Linked DNA regions of Sus scrofa: region 1 is linked to region 2. The links are chromatin contacts, called in public Hi-C maps. All regions are on one chromosome and are shown on one strand. Each heading gives the region's core, a stretch centred on a gene start, on an enhancer-like site or on the middle of the called end of the contact. The rest is flanking DNA. Distances are from core to core; before and after follow the strand shown. Region 1 overlaps BIN1 (bridging integrator 1). Region 2 has its middle 15 kb from the start of PROC.

Region 1 (2,817 bases), core at 173-2,672, 300 kb after region 2:
TGCTGGCTGGATATTGGACGATAAATGTCCCACACTCAGCCAGACTGACCTTCCCACCTGGAACTGGTTTTTATTGAGCCTGTCCTCCTTCTGCAGGTTAGGCAGTCTTCAGGAAGCTGGCTGGCAGGAAGCTGGGCACTTGGGGTCCTGGGGCTGCCCTGCTGGCCAACGTGACTTTGGGGAGACTGTGCCGCCTCCTGGGGCTATGGGTTCCCGAGTCGGCCGGCCCCAGGTGTCCCCCCAGGCCGCTTCCGATCTGCTCTCCATGGGAGCTGCAGTCCCCCTAACCTGCCTCCCTCCACTTCTGCTCCCCCAGGTGTTTCTGAAAGAGCCAGAATAGGAGAAATGTGACTCAGAGGGAATAAAAGACATAGGCCCTGACTTCTAGGAACTTTAAAATGATGCTGTCCTTTGCAGTATCACTGGGATGTGTGAGCAGATCTTGGCACGCAGCTCCGAGCTGCTGTGCCATCCTCATCATCTTGGCCACGGTGTCCAACTGGGGAGTTAGGGCCAGCCTTGTGAGGTGGCTTCTGCAGGTACAGGAGCCAGGGTGGTCAAGGTGGTCCCCAAGGACCTGGGACTTGAACTGGCTGATCGGCACTTGGGCAGGAGGCACGCATCACACATGGCCATGCGAGGAGCTCTGGGCTGGAAGTGTGAGGGTCACTTTTGTGGTGGGTGGTAGCCCCCCTTCAGGCACTGGGGTTCTCAGAGGACTAAGGCAGGGCTGGTCTGGCCCATGGTCTGCAGGATGCTCTCAATCTGATCTATTCCAGGGGTGGCCCGAGGCATGCATGCCTAGAGGCATTTCTTTTATTTCCTATTCTCCTATTTTTAAGAAGATTCTTTTTTTTTTTTTTTGTCTTTTTTGTCCTTTTAGGGCCACACCCATGGCATATGGATGTTCCCAGCCTAGGGGTCTAATCGGAGCTGTAGCTGCCAGAGCCACAGCAACGCCAGATTCGAGCCTCGTCTGCGACCTACACCATAGCTCATGGCAATGCCAGATCCTTAACCCACTGAGCAAGGCCAGAGATCGAACCCCCAACCTCATGGTTCCTAGTCGGATTCATTAAGCACTGAGCCACGAAGAGAACTCCAAGAAGATTCTTAATATTTAGGCAGGGTGCTTGTGTTCACTCTAGCAACCTGGAGGTAATGTAGTCAGGAGCCACAGTGGCCCCCTCCTCCAGCACTCCCCCCAACTCACCACAGCGGGGATAGAGCCTGAGTAGGGCTGAATCTGGGGCCGAAGCTGGACGGACAGCTGGGTGTGATCTGGCAGTTTGCTGTTCTGGCCAGTTGGCCTGAAAACGTGAGGCTGTGGAGAGAGCTTCTCTCACGGGTGGGGCAGCCACGTTCCTGGGCTGTGACTCAGCCCCTGAATCCAAGTCACCCTGAGTCACTGTTTCCAGCAGCACCCTCCAGAATGAGCTAGCAGAGCTCTTCCTGGGGCCGGGGGCTGTGACTCACCCCCACCCTGGCCTTAGCTCCTGGAGCTCCCTACTTTCTCCAGCTCTGAGGTGGGGCCTTAGCGCCACCTCCTGGTTGCTGTGCCCTGGGGAAGGCACCTGGGCAGGCATGTAGGCAGCACCTGTGCCCTCTTCCCAACTTCTCTCTGCCCATCCTGCATGTGCCAGACCTGCTGCCTCCAGCCTCAGTCTGGTGGGGACAGGTCATAGGGACAAAGGGTCAGGGAGGGAAGAAGGACCCCAGGAAGGTGAGGTCAGGCCAGTGGGTGAGGCAGATTAGGAGTGGCCTTGGGAAAGGGGGAGGGAAGTGTCAAGGGGCAGAGAGCGGGGCTGACAGGCCGAGGGGGTCACATTTGGCTGGATCTAGGGTCTGCCCCTTGTCTCGTGCCTTCTAGTGTCCTGTCCTCCCTCCCGCCTTCCTGGCCCACCTGTACCAGATGGGGCCCCCTTGCCATGGCTTCTCTGCCCCTCTTCCTGGAATGACCCCTGTGGGCCTGGCTGCAGGGACCCAAGGGGCTGTAGGGGCAGGTCCGCCTGGGCATCCACGTCCAGTTCAGCCTCTGTCTTGCCCAAATTCCTGGTCCCAGTGTGCTGGGGGGAGCAGGTCTCAGGGGTCTGGTCTAGCTGGGCTGGCTGGGACAGAGGCCTGGCAGAGGGGAATGACCTGTCCTGCCCTCCAGGCCGAGGAAGAGCTCATCAAAGCCCAGAAGGTGTTTGAGGAGATGAATGTGGACCTGCAGGAGGAGCTGCCGTCCCTGTGGAACAGGTGAGTTGCATGCAGGCTGCGCCTGCGTGGTGGGGCTGCACCCTCCTGGGCTGGGTGGGGGGTTGGGGGTCAGAGGTGCTGTGCCCTGCTGGGCTGGTGGCTCCCCTGGGCTGGCCTGCAGCTCACTTGCCCTCCGTCCCTCCCACAGCCGGGTGGGTTTCTATGTCAACACTTTCCAGAGCATCGCGGGCTTGGAGGAGAACTTCCACAAGGAAATGAGTAAGGTAGGCCCCAGGTGCCCCACCTGTGGGGCGGGGTCAGAGGTACGGTGGGCCCAGCATCCTCCCCTGCGGGAGGTGGACACGCTGTGACCATGGCCCCCTCTGGTCCCTCCAGTAGCAGTGTCAGGGCCCCATGGGAGTGTTAGCCACCGGGGTGCAGCCCGGCCCTCTCCCTGCTCCAGTTCTGTTCTCCCACCTGAGCATAGCCAGCTCCCCTCAAACTGTAAACATTTGCAGGCCGCCTTGGCCCAGGGAGCTGGCAGAAAATGGTGGCAGTTTCCCAATTTGTAGGCAGAGAAGATGTAAATTACCAGAATTTTCCCAAGTGAAAAAAAAAATTTTTTTTTTCATGTTT
Region 2 (2,700 bases), core at 85-2,584:
TAACGAATCTGGCTAGGAACCATGAGGTTTCGGGTTTGATCCCTGGCCTTGCTCAGTGGGTTAAGGATCTGGCATTGCCGTGAGCTGTGGTGAGGGTCGCAGACGTGACTCGGATACCGCGTTGCTGTGGCTCTGGCGTAGGCAGATGGCTACAGCTCCAATTAGACCCCTAGCCTGGGAACCTCCATATGCTGCAGGAGTGGCTCAAGAAAATGCAAAACAAAACAAAATGTCACCAGAAAAGGACAACCAATTTAAGTAGGATTTTATTATATCTTTTCTAAAACTGGAAGTTATTTGTAATTTCATAAGTTCAAACAGCACTGTGTTTTAACACTATTTTCCCCGAAAGAGAGGTTTAACTTATGATATCCAGTGAGCTTCAACATGTTTAAAAGAAAGGACATTTTTAAACAAGGATATCTTACCTAATGAATTACCAGATGCAAAGGAGCTACCAAAACCAGTCTGGTGGTACAAAGCACATGGACATTTCTGGAGAGCTGGACACTAATTCTTATGATCTAAAAACCTGCTGCTTTATGACCCTAAGGATTCCGTGCTCAGATGATTTTATTGAGGGGTTGTTCCCTTGATGCCATCACGCTGACCTGACAGCCAGAATCAGTGTAACGAGGGCTGAATAACAGCAAAATTCCAAGTCAAAGAATTTTATGTTTGACCACATTCTGCTTGATCACTACCTAGAAGAAAGATTTCCTAAAGGCTGCAGGCAAGGAAATGGAAGGAGGTAAAAGAGACTCTGTACCGTAGGACAGAAATGTCATTTTTTTTTTTTTTAATGATACTTATTTTAAAAGGGACATTGGGAATTCCCATCTTGGCTCAGTGGTAACCAACCTGACTAGGATCCATGAAGACGCAGGATGGACCCTTAGTCTTGCTCAGTAGACTAAGGATGCGGCCTTACCATGAGCTGCCGTGTAGGTCACAGACGCGGCTTGGATCCGGTGTTGCTGTGGCTCTTGTGTAAGCTGGCAGCTTTAGCTCTGATTCGACCTCTAGCCTTGTGCTTTTTAGGGCCGCACCCACGTCATGTGGAAGTTCCCAGGCTAGGGGTGGATCGGAGCTATAGCTGCCTTCCTTTGCCACAGCCGCAGTAGACCTGTCACTGGAATACAGGTCTACTCTGCCTCTGGCGCTGCGTTTAAGTCCCAGGGATGCAGAGCCAACTGAGACGTGGTTGCTGCCCTCTAGGGACTCTCAGTTGAGTGAAAAAACCAGACACAAAACCGGCAACAGAGCCACGTGGAGGGCGCGGGAGGGAGGTTCTTCAGGCAACCCTGGGGCGGGCCCTACCTGGCCCTGAGGAGGCCCCCGGGGAAGGCTTCCCGGAGAAGGTCAGCTCGAACAGGAGCGCGAGGGCGGGGGCGGGGCTGGAATCCCAAGGGGCGTATGAAAAGCCAGGCCTGCGCCCAGCCGCTCTCCGGAGGACCGGCTCCCAAGGACCCACGTCTCCCTCCTGGACTCCGATCCCCCGCGCCCCGGCCCATCCTCCGGCGAGGCATCACGCCAGCAGCGCCGGTCTCCCGGCTCCGCAGAGGTCGGGGCTGCGAGGGCTGCGGGTGCGCGGTGGTCCGAGCCCCTTAGGCCCCGCGCGGCCGCCGTCACACCCCCACCTCCGCCAGCCCCTCGGCCATCCCGCCAGCCCCGAGCCCGCCCGGCGCCCTGCGCCCCGCCGCCTCGCCCGGGCGTGTGCTGGCTGCGCGCCTGCAGCTGAGTCAGCCTGTGAGTCAGCGCTCCCGACCGCTGGCCGCCGCGTCTGGGATGCAGCCGGGACTGGCGCGGGGAGGCGACAGGGGGCAGGGAGGGGAGGATGGGGGAGGCATGGGGGAGGGTAGACGGAGGGAGGGAGGGCCCTTTCCAAACCCAGGGTTTGCCACCTATGGCCTGCGGGTCATTTGTTCAGCCTGGGAGCTAAAAATGGTTTCTATTTTTATTTTATTTTTTAATGTTTGAGAAATACCAAAAAAATGATTTATTTCGTATCAGGAAAATTATACAAAATTCGCATTTCAGTGTCCTTGAAAACTTTTATTGGAACAGTGGTGCTAATTTGTTTCTGTATTGCCCATGGCTGATTTGCACGCCAGGTGCGGAGCTGGGCAGTTGTGTGGCCCCTTGAGCCTAGACTCCAAGCTCCGTACCTTCCCAGGAGGCTTGCTGTCTGCATTCTGGAGGGCGCTCAGCCCTGCTGCTAAGGAGACAACTCAGTCTGTGGACAGTGCGTTCTGGGGTGGTGGCGGCCGGAGACTCTGTCCTGAGGCGGATTCCGACCCAGGCAATAATTCCAGCCCAGCTAAGCTAGCCCAGGGTTTGTCAACCGGCAGGAGAGCCCTCAGCACAGGCGCCCCCAGCCTCCCTCCGTGAGGGCTGAACTTGCCGGGCTCTGGGGCAGAGGGCTCCCCGGTACTGCCTGGGAGTTTTGTTCCTCCCCATTTCTGGAACCCCTGTACTCTGCTGCGTGGCAAGGTTTTGTTCCTCCCCATTTCTGGAACCCCTGTACTCTGCGGTGTCGCAAGGTCCCCCATGGGGCCACATACTCCCAGCTGCGTGGGTGTTGCTCCCGGTTACCCATTAACCAGCTAGTCCTCTCATAAAGTTTCAAGGAAGTCAGGCCTGCACATTTATTGCCTAGTGGATCCGAGAAATGTGACATGCCTTATCACCTGCAGCCTG

The links. A called contact is a pair of places that touch in the nucleus more often than the background predicts.
Region 1: a Hi-C map of embryonic fibroblasts shows a contact between it and region 2, with 2.0 times the contacts expected there. The contact joins two enhancer-like sites. A contact is called at or near these places in 2 of 47 Hi-C or Micro-C datasets (embryonic fibroblasts and epiblast stem cells) and 1 of 2 datasets of contacts at active chromatin or transcription factors (skeletal muscle).

Annotation. Positions count from the first base shown.
Region 1 is chr15:25,363,604-25,366,420 of Sscrofa11.1, forward strand. BIN1 (bridging integrator 1) reads left to right here. Exons shown (of 14, transcript NM_001097440.1): 7 at 2,156-2,241; 8 at 2,390-2,465. Among named protein-coding and RNA genes, the nearest start is that of BIN1, 36 kb to the left of the region's middle. Within about 2 kb of position 1,423, at least 32 of the 83 cell types and tissues checked have an H3K27ac peak or open chromatin away from gene starts, as enhancers often do. A contact at or near this core is called in embryonic fibroblasts and skeletal muscle, where this site is marked.
Region 2 is chr15:25,066,262-25,068,961 of Sscrofa11.1, forward strand. No RefSeq gene overlaps it. Among named protein-coding and RNA genes, the nearest start is that of PROC, 15 kb to the left of the region's middle. Within about 2 kb of position 1,335, at least 63 of the 83 cell types and tissues checked have an H3K27ac peak or open chromatin away from gene starts, as enhancers often do. A contact at or near this core is called in embryonic fibroblasts and skeletal muscle, where this site is marked.